Regions from separate parts of the Drosophila melanogaster genome. Here region 2 is linked to region 1. Evidence: chromatin contacts called from public Hi-C data. All regions are on one chromosome and are shown on one strand. The core of a region is the stretch at or near the end of the contact, and the rest is flanking DNA. Distances in the headings are between cores, read along the strand shown. Region 1 overlaps mamo (maternal gene required for meiosis). Region 2 holds the start of mamo (maternal gene required for meiosis).

Region 1 (5,206 bases), core at 1,689-4,188:
ATAGACACGTCACTTAGAATCCATAAGAAAGAACAAACATCTCCAGACCAATACAGAAAATTATACGAACACACAAAGAATAACCTCAAAACACACAATTTCATATTCACTGACGGTTCAAAAATTAATTACACAATATCATTCGCCATTACAACGGAGACAGACGTCTTGAAATACGGCATACTGCCCCCATATTCATCCGTCCTCACCTCCGAAACAATCGCCATCCTAGAAGCAATAGAACTTACTAAAAACCGAAGAGGCAAATTTATTATCTGCTCCGACTCCCTATCAGCAGTAGATTCAATTCAAAACACAAATAATAACAGCTTTTACCCAAGCAGAATACGATCGCTAATAACGCAACACGCACCTAAAATTAAAATAATGTGGATTCCTGGCCATTCAGGAATAAAAGGAAATGAATTAGCCGATCAAGCTGCAAAATCAGCAAGCAGTATGCCACTTATCCTCACCCCAAACATAAATACCACAGATATAAAAAAACACCTTAAAGCCGACCTTGCGACAAAACAGAAAGAACACATAATAAACTGCAGTCCATGGTACCAATCTATTAACACGAACACCTCACACCCATGCGATTACCTTAAACAATCCCACCCAAATTGGACCAGACTCGACCAAATAAAAATAATACGACTTCGACTAGGACACACAAACATAACCCACCAACACTACCTAAATCCCAATTCAATACCAACTTGCCCGTTTTGCCAAGGTGATATTTCTTTAAACCACATATTTAACTCATGCCCATCCCTCCTACAAACCAAGCAAGATATATTTAACAACACCAACCCTCTAGACCTTCTTAGCAAACCCAATCCAGATAACATACAAAAACTCATACTTTTCCTCAAAAAAACTAAATTATACCACAAAATCTAAAAACAAAACAGGCATTTGTACATAACAAGCCAGCAATTAGTTACCAAATTAGATATTAACTAAATTAAGATATAATAACATTGTAAATAAATATAGCTGTAAGCCCCGTAGCTAATGCTATACTATCTAAGTTAGTCTAGTTTTGTAAACTATTCTATCTATCATAATAATAATAATAATAATAAATAACTGAATGGTTTATTTCCAATAGGCTGCCTCATTAAATTTCCTATTTAAATACTTTTCTGCTTATTTTCGTGTATTTTTAACCACTGTGCGCAGTGCCGCAGTGGCTGCTGCACTTTATGCCCCTCATCCTGCTTTTCCTTGAGTGAGATTAATCGCAGCTTTGACAGGCGCTGCATTTGCTGCTGCATTTCGGTTTTCTTGCCGTTTGCATGATTAAGCATTGCGCAGGGGGGGGGGGGGGTGTGAGGGTTGGTGTCTAAAGAGGGGGCGGTCGGGCAGCGGGGGCGTGGCAGACCGCTGGCTGCCTTTGACATTATCACCAAAAGTGCCGACCGCGCAGGCGCGGAGCCATCAACCAGTTGAGTCGAGTCAATCACCGGCGGACCCCATTTACTCCTCCTGCCCCACATCATTAACAGTCAAATGCCTAGTTTTTTTCTCAGATTCACAACTACTTTTTTTAATACTCTATTTTACGGGGTATTGTGCTATATACAATATAAATATATATATAAAATCGTGAACTATAAAATGACATGCCTGTGTTTAGTTTTGTAAATGTTTAGAGAACTTAGATTCAACTCAATATTTACCAGGTTAGGGCATTAAAACGTCGGTTGCTGAGCGCTTGTTTTTGCATCGCAGTTTTTTACTAGACTTTTTGTGTGTTCGCTTGGACGCTGCCTTTTGATGTTCGAGGGCTGGGATTTGGTGAACTTTAACATCGCTTATGTCAAATTATGTCTTCATTTGCCCGGCAGAGGGCGTGGCGCCTGCGGGTCTTTAACCATCCTCGATATTCCCGCACCTCCCCTCCACGCATCCACTGTCCCTTTGCCAGCTGATTTTTCCATTCTCTTCGCTGATTTATGGCCAAAAGTGCATTTGGCGGCGGCTTGTTTTTGTTTACGTTTTAACGCTGACAAAACGCTGCAATTTTTTTTGTCGGCACTTCTCTTGAAATATTACGCATACGCCGCGTGCGCGGGTGGGTGGGAATGGCAATGGTAATGGTATAGTGGGTTAGCGTGGATAGCACCGGGGCGGTATTATGACAAATTGCACAATAGCTGCGCGCGAACTTGAGAAAACAAATGCGATAGGAAAACATGCAAAAAGCACAAAAGGCGCTAAAAAAAGAAAAAAAAAAATATATCAAAAAAGTCAGGGGAAAAAAATAAGAGTACACACAGAGAAAAATAGACACCGAGCGATATGAAAAGCGTAGCAACAATGTGCAGGAAGCGTTTAGCGAAGGGTGGCGATGAAGAGGGGGTGGTGCTGGGGTTGTGTCGTGCGGGGGGGGGGGGGTGTGGGGTGTGGGTGTGCAGTGGGGCGCTTGGCGAAGGGGTTTGGCGGGCGGCGGGCGGTGGAGGCGTGTGCGTATGCACTCGACGCTGCCAACGCGTCGCCGCTGATTGTTGTTGTCGCTGTCGCATTACATAAGCCGCATATCGTTTCCGCCACAGCGCCCACACACAAACACATATACATGTGTACGTACCGATACACCCGCACAGTGGGTCAAGAGGTGATCGATCGAAGAAAATGAATGAAACGAACGGTAATGGAATTGGGCGGAACACCAACGAACGAAATGGAAATTCAATTAAGAGCGCATTCAGAAGTTGATAACTATTCAGATCAGTTACTTTGAAATCTTGCAATATAAGAATATATTTTATTTATTATTCGCTATTTGATGATCACGCCCACTGTGCGCCTTGTGCGCAGAGGAAGCACAGACCGTGTGCATTCTCCATTCCCACATTCTCGTTCTCGTGTGTTTCCATACCCCCCCACCCCCACCCCCTGTTCCTTCTTTTCGCATTTTAGCATTCTCCCACAGCTTTTGTGCACTCATTCTCCTTCTCCGCTGTGTTCTCGTTTTCGTTCGCACATATCGGCCCTCTCCCTCGGCGCGATCCAACCTCACCCCGCTTGCCCGCCCACTCGCACACCCACTCGCGGCGATCGCATTGCGCATTGCGTTGCGCATCAGAACAACGTTCGACCTTGACAGTGAAAATTCAATGGCAGCGACGCCGCAGTCGCGGTCGACGTCGACAGCGACGCGCTTGCAATTGACGAGCGCAAATTGTTGTTCTATATACACACACACATATGTATATAAATAAATATATATATATATGTATACACACCAATAGATACGCGAGTGCGTACAGTAAAAGATCGGATATTATTTAAGGACTTTCAGTCGATTTTCTAGAGAAGATCAAATATTACGTATACGTCAAATTTACTTTAATAATGTTTATGCCGACAGCTATAAGCACCATTTTGCACCATTTCGCGAGTGCCCACTGTACTTTTCATGGGTGTGTGTCGCCATTTGGTTCCTGCACTAGTTTTTACAATTTGTAGAACTCAAACATTTTGCGTATGTTATCGTCTGAATGACCGATTGTTTGTTATTTTTGTTGCTCCTGCTGTTCTTGCTGTTGTTGTTGTTGCTTTAGGTGCATTCGCCGCACGACCTTGAACATTGCAGTTTTTTTTTTCTCGCAATTGGCAGCGTGCGCACATAAAACAAACAAACAAACACACAAACCGCACATGTGTGCAGATCGGCACAGATATGTAAATCAGCCTGCGGATATCTACACTTAGAAAGTCTTGGCCATTTACACTCTTCTCGATCGCTGAAAAATGCATCTCTTTAAGATATAATGCTAAAAAATATCTTGTAGTTAAACTACTTATGTGAATATAATATTTATTGAAAAGGAATAGATTTTTCATTGAGTTTTACAGCCATCTCTCTTTAAAATATATCTTATTTTTCTATACTTTAGACAAACCTTAACCCTTTGTCGCCATACCCGCACTTTCTACCCTTTTCCCATTCCTTGCGTACTTCAGATCCTACGCCTTATACCTTGTGATTTGTGTTGAGTTTTTGTCGAATTATTTTCGTTCTTTTTGCGCAACTTGGCGAAAAATAGCGATGCAAAAAAAAAAAAGAAAATCAAAGAAAAAAAAAGAGGGAGGAAGAAAGAAAAACCTTACCGCATTTGTATAAAAACTGTGGCAATGAAAACCATTGGCCATTGGCACTTAGCAACATTTTACGTGCGATATTCGAATTCGTTTGTTGCTGATTTCGCTAAGAAAATTTCAACAATTTGTGCACTTCCTTTTGTTTGCCAGCAAACAGTTTGAAAGTGCCCGCGGAAAGGGGGTGGGGCGTTGGTGGGGCTTATCAATGTGTGGGTGCGGGGTATGGGTGGACTGGTGGGTGGTCTTGGCAACAACTGCCTTGGCTCGATTGCTGGGTTAAGTTTTCAAGGGCACGCGCGTGCAGTTTGCAAATGGATGGTAGAAGACATCCATACACAGAAAATAAAAAAAATGGAACTCAATTAAAAAAGTATTTAAGTAATGTAATTAAAGCCCATTAGAACCGCCCTCAAACTAAGAAATTTTGAATTTCTTGAATATTTCAATGCTCAAGGCATTTTTCAATGAGTAGGGGGCATGCTAGATTTCTTTCAGTGCATTGGCCTGCATGATTGTGAATGTAAACTGAGCTAAGAGTGGGTGGCGACTTTGGAGAAATTCAATTGCGTAAATCGCAATTTAACACCGATCAATTTCCAATTAACTTTAAATATAATAAAATTAGAAAAAAAATTTTATTAATTACAGTATAAAGAAAAAAGCCAATTAAAAAAAATATTGAGCTGAAGTGAAATATTGAGTGAAATAAAACAATTAAATTATAAAAAAAAGGAAATTAGAAAAACCTGTTTCTGTCCCACACTATGCGCTCCCTGTCTCTCTCCCACCATCACTGCCTCTCTTTCGCACGCGCTTGGCCTTGCACTTACGCCGCTGCGTTCCGCTGCCGACGCTACCGCCTCTGCCGGCGTCGTCGCCAACGCCACGCTCTGCACTTCCGCACACACGACAAATAAAAACAAAAAGGAAAAAAAAACCGACTAACGAACAGCTGACGAAGCGTGGCAGCAAAGTGCCGCCGCCCGATCTCGCCACCCCCCCTCTCTCTCTCTCTGTCGCACTGGCCGCACCGCTCGGCTCCGTCCCGCTCGCCGCGCCGCGCCGCCAGCCTCTCGCTCGCACT
Region 2 (5,206 bases), core at 1,570-4,069, 50 kb before region 1:
GTTTGAGTTCTATTCCTCTTCCTTTTCCTTTTGGCGGCACGGCTCTCTTTTGGGCCGAAAAGTAGCGGCCTCTTTGAAGGCCGAGTGCGAGAGAGTTTCGCGAACTGCAACGTCGACGTCGACGCTGGCAGACACACACATGCAATGCGTTTTTCGCTTTTTGCTCCACTCTTTTCGGCCTTTTCGCTCTTTCGGAGCGAGGTTTTCACTCGCGAATTCGAGTGAAGTTGCGACCACTATATTTTTGCGTTCTGCTACTTCTTCTCCTTTTTTTTTTTTTTGCATTCTATGAGTGTGCGGGTGTGTGTGTGTGTGCTGCTGCTGCCGCTGCTGCTGCTGCTGCTGCTGCTGTTGCTGCTGCTGCTGTTGCTGTTGTCGTCATCGGCGGTCCGGCAACGTAAACGAAACGTATCGAAAACGTATTGAATCATAACAGATCCGCACGTTGTCGCGCACGTACGCAGTCCGCGGAAGAAAAGCTACAGCTCTCTCTCTGTCTCGGCTAACAAACACACCAAACACACATTCACACACACCTATTCCAACTGCAACGGCAACTGCAACACAACTGCAACACAAAACAACAACCTGCGGCAACAGCAGCAACAACAACAACAACAACACAACAATTCAAAACATCAATCACGAATAAAAAAAAAAGTCAAATATTATCAATCATCCATCGACAAAAAATCGCATTTTTTCCTGTGTCGAAAGTAATTTCTAAATAAAATTCTTCCCTTTACAAAAATACCCGCAAAATATATATTTATATTAGCAGTAAAAAATCCAACATCGCGCCGCGTAACTTCATTATTTTTTTCAAGTGTTTTTAAGAATTTTTTTTTTTTTGAATATAAAATATTGCAAGTGAAAGCAGCAGCAACTATTTTTGATTTTAGCAAATTGTGCTGTTTCTCAAAAAGTGTTTATGACAAAGTGCTAGAAAAACCGGAAGGACCACATATATATAATATACAAAAAATTACAGAATTTTCGTATTTTGTGTTTGTTGAGGATCACTTAAGTGCCCCAAAAGGTCATGTGTTTTTCTAAGGATTTTAATCATGCATAGCCAAGTTAAAAGTCTTAAGAGGGAAACTAGTGATGTTGCGTTTTCCAAGGACAACTAAAGTCATTCAAAGGATATTGTTTATCATTTCGAAAATGCATAATGTTTCATGTTTCATTTGTACACCATTTTATGTTTGAATTTGTGTGCTTACTCATTCTTATTTACAAGTGTTGACAAGTTCTAATAATAACATTTCGAAACCACGAAAGGAAAGATTCAAATATCCAGTGTTTTGAAGGATTGAAACTATGTTTTTAAGAAGTTAGTTGCAGTTATAAAGAATGTCAATTCCGAATTAAGTGTATAAATATTTTAGGCAAATTTTTAGTAGCTAGGTAGTGGCTATTTATTGCAACAGGCCCTCAAAAAATAATATGTAACTAATATTGTAATGTGTTTTCTTAAATTGTCACTTGTCCTGAATTTGTGAATTGATTAACAAGTGCCAAAAAAAAAACCCAAAAAAAAAAAAAAAAAAAAAAACTGCAGCTTAGACATCAGATTAGAAATTGCCGACGGAATATCGCAGAGCTCTGTTGAAAATATTCTGAGCGGAATTTTTAGTGCATATTAGAACTCTAAATATTAAATGATATTTCAATGATTTTTTTACTGTTTCTTTTTTATGTCAATTTGGCAATTGCATTGTATTATTTAAAGTTTAAATATTTCCATACTTCAATTTTAAATGTATTTGTATTATACTCAACTAAAACTTTTAAGGTTTTAGTGTGAAAGTAATTGTAATTAAAGATTACAATTTTCGATTTTAAATTTTGTATGAAAATGAATTAAAACGAATTGCCACATTTTTCATTTAGCCTTATTCATGTGCTTTACTACTAATTTTGTGGCATGCACATAAAATCGCACTTTTTTTTAAACCAGTGAATAAACATAATTATTTAAAAATGATAAGTTCATCATTTTTGTTGGAAAATGTATTAAAACTTGTTAGATTTATTAAAGCAAATTTATTGAATTTAATAAAAAATTTAAAAGAATAGTTTCGAACCTTGTTTTTTTTGTTTTGTTGAATTTATCAGTTTTTAATATTTTTCTTGCAAACCATTAAAATCGATCAGATTGCATTCCGTTTTAAGATTGATAAAAATGATAGTTTCAATTTTATTTGAGTGATTTGAGGGCATATATGGCATTATTAAAAATAATGCACATTCAACTAGAGTTCTTGTCCTGCGTATTAATTTGTTGGACCTTTCTTTGTCCTTTTATTTGAACCCCAAAAACTTTCGGGAAACATATGGCAGACGGTTGTGTGAGTGTTTGTGGGTTTTATTTTCTGAATGATATGTTGCTGCACTCGTACAGATTACGCATACGCTGCGTTGTCCACTGCGAAGAGAGAGAGAGAGCGAGCGAGCGAAAAGAGAGAGCGCCGCACCGTGCACTTTCTGCGATTGAGTGAAAGAGAAAAAGTGACTCGCGGTGGGAAACGAGGTGCATTTTGGCTCAGCTTTGCTGCGTTTTTCACCGACGCTGCTCTTTTACGAAGCGCGTGCGGCGCTCTTAGTACAAGCACACACCACTCACACACACACACACACACACACACACATACGTATGGACTACGATGTGCAGGGGCACCCACACATAGGCGAACGGGAATCACTCGGCAATACGAAGCAACGCAGTCGCAGTCGCAGCGCTGCCGCCGCGCTGCCAACGCCAATGCTCTTTGGGTTTTGGGCTTTTGGCCAGGCTTTTTGGTTTTGCAGCTCTGTCGGCTTTGGACTTTCGCAGAGATTTCACACGCGATGCGATTGCAGTTCTTGCAGACACTTTCATACGTTCGTTCGTGTTTATTTTCGTTAGCCTTAGCCGCAAACAGCAAATAAATTACATTTTGCCAAGCGACAAAATATTCAAATATTTTACGAATATTTGTACGGAAAATATTTTGGATTCTTTATCGTTTATTTTTTTTTTCTTCTTTATTTTTGTGCGCGGTTTTTGGAAACACGAATTTCGAGTAATAGGTCCTTTTGCATTCATTTCTGTCCTTCATTCATGAAATTAATTTTTTTTTGAATTTTTTTCAAGTGCTCTGCGTCGGTTTCTAACACTAGTTTTTGTATACTTTTTCCCAGGCATAAACTTAAACACAACAAAAATGTTTTATAAATATATTATTATAAAATAAAAAATTACAAATAAATGAAGTAACAGCGAAAGTTTTTAACAAAGTCAACAACAACAACAACCACACAAAAGAAGCAAGAAAATCCTTAAGCGTAATTTTTTTGTATTTCAACAATGCAACAACCACAACAACTACATCTACAACAGGGGCAACAACTGCAGCAGCAACAACAACCGCAAGAACAACAACATCAACAACAACCACAACAACCAAATGAAACAACAACTCAAGGCGGCTTTGCACGTGTGTGTGTGTGAACAACAACAACAACAACAACAACAACAACAAAAGCGACAACAAGCTAAAAACTTTAGAAAAACTTACAACAACTTTTTTGGACTTGGAGCATTTTTCGAAATCTAAACAGCCTAAAGTAAATACCGAAAAATATCCCGCAATTATTTTGTGTTTTTTTCCCCATCTCAAAAACTACAATTTCATTTCAAATAGAAAAACGCAAACAATTTAAACAAAAAACATGCTCTAAGGTTGTGTTAAAGGAAATTAAACCTATTTTGCACCTTAATTCTTTGATTTCAACAAAATTACAACAATTTTTTCCAAGTGAAAAATTTGTGCGAACCGCAGAAAACAGAAAAGTGGAAATAAACAAAAATCAAGTCAAATTTAATTCAATGCAAACAGCAAGTGCAACAACAACATCAACAACAACAACAACCACAAGAAATTCACCCAAAACATCAACAACAACAAAACCAACAACTGCGGCAAAGGCATCAACAACAACACCAACAACAAGAAGAAGAACGAGAACAAAGTTTTGAAACTGCGGTGTTTGGCGTTTATGGTGAGTTTTTTTTTACTTTTCAAACAATTTTTCAAATCATCGAATCATTTATTTGGCACTTCGTTTGCGATATTATTTTATCAAGTGTTTGCGTGGGTCAAAAATCGAACACGAAGTGCTACTCGATAAGAAAAGTGTTAGGTTTGGATGAATTTTGGCCATAAATGGATTAATAGCAAAAGTGTGAAGTGAGAGGAATGGAAAGTGTTGGACAAAAACTTGTTTGCGATTAATTTTGTCCATAGAAGCCTTGAATAAACTATAACTTTGAATTGCAAAAAAAAAACGGCGTTAATTAAATAAAATATTTGCAAAATTACTAGCCATTGGTGACTTAACTAAAATAAGGTGCTAAACAATTTAACTTTGATAAGAAATACACTTTAGGGTCATTGCTACTATAAATGTATGCTAGATATAATATTTTTGATTATATATATATAATATTTGTATATTATTATTCAGACAGACTTCAGTTATTGCTGATTATAAAGAACTTAATCGTAATGCCTATAGTTAAGTGTGAAGATAAACATAAGTTAGTTGATATAAAAAATGGCAATAAAACACCCAGACGTATACATAACTCTATTCACGAATCAGTTTTGTTACCCTTTCCATATATATATATATATATATATATATATATATTTTTTTTTTATCAACCGCTCTTTTGGCGACGACTGTAGCACTTCCCGTTTGAACCGGATGCGCTTTTGGAAAAATTTGCTGAATGTTATCAAATATGTAAAATGGAAATGCACTTTTCTGGGCCACAACAACTGGCAAAAAATAAAATGCATATATCGACAAAGCAAAAAGAGACAAAAAAAAAAAAATAAAGAAATAAATAGTAAGCCAATCAATAAATTGGCAAAAAGAAAAGTAAGTTAACTAAATGCTTGGTCAGTTTTAGAAGTCGCCAGCGAATAGAATCGGCAAGAAGAAAATTCTCGAACTTCCGGCGCCACCAGAGGCGCCAACTAATCATCGCTTTTTTTTTTTGTTTAGCTTAGTTAATCAGGAAATTGGGCAAAAAAAAAAAAACGCTAAAGAAATTGGAAAACTTTAAGATTCAACTTGAATAGATGACATGTTTTGTTAGCACTATAGAATGTTATAAACGTAGTGTAAGTTATGTTAGATTTTATTTTAAGTA

The links. A called contact is a pair of places that touch in the nucleus more often than the background predicts.
Region 2: a Hi-C map of the Kc167 cell line shows a contact between it and region 1, with 1.9 times the contacts expected there. The contact joins the promoter of mamo here to the enhancer-like site in region 1. A contact is called at or near these places in 30 of 107 Hi-C or Micro-C datasets (the Kc167 cell line, the ML-DmBG3-c2 cell line, the Ras3 cell line and 13 more) and 1 of 6 datasets of contacts at active chromatin or transcription factors (the S2 cell line).

The regions. Positions count from the first base shown.
Region 1 is chrX:13,933,918-13,939,123 of dm6, reverse strand. All of the region lies in intron 3 of mamo (maternal gene required for meiosis), which reads left to right. Among named protein-coding and RNA genes, the nearest start is that of CG11068, 19 kb to the left of the region's middle. Within about 2 kb of position 2,938, at least 25 of the 39 cell types and tissues checked have an H3K27ac peak or open chromatin away from gene starts, as enhancers often do. A contact at or near this core is called in the Kc167 cell line, the S2 cell line, brain and 8 more, where this site is marked.
Region 2 is chrX:13,984,055-13,989,260 of dm6, reverse strand. It overlaps mamo (maternal gene required for meiosis), which reads left to right and starts at 2,819. Exons shown (of 11, transcript NM_132704.4): 1 at 2,819-2,890; 2 at 3,187-4,047.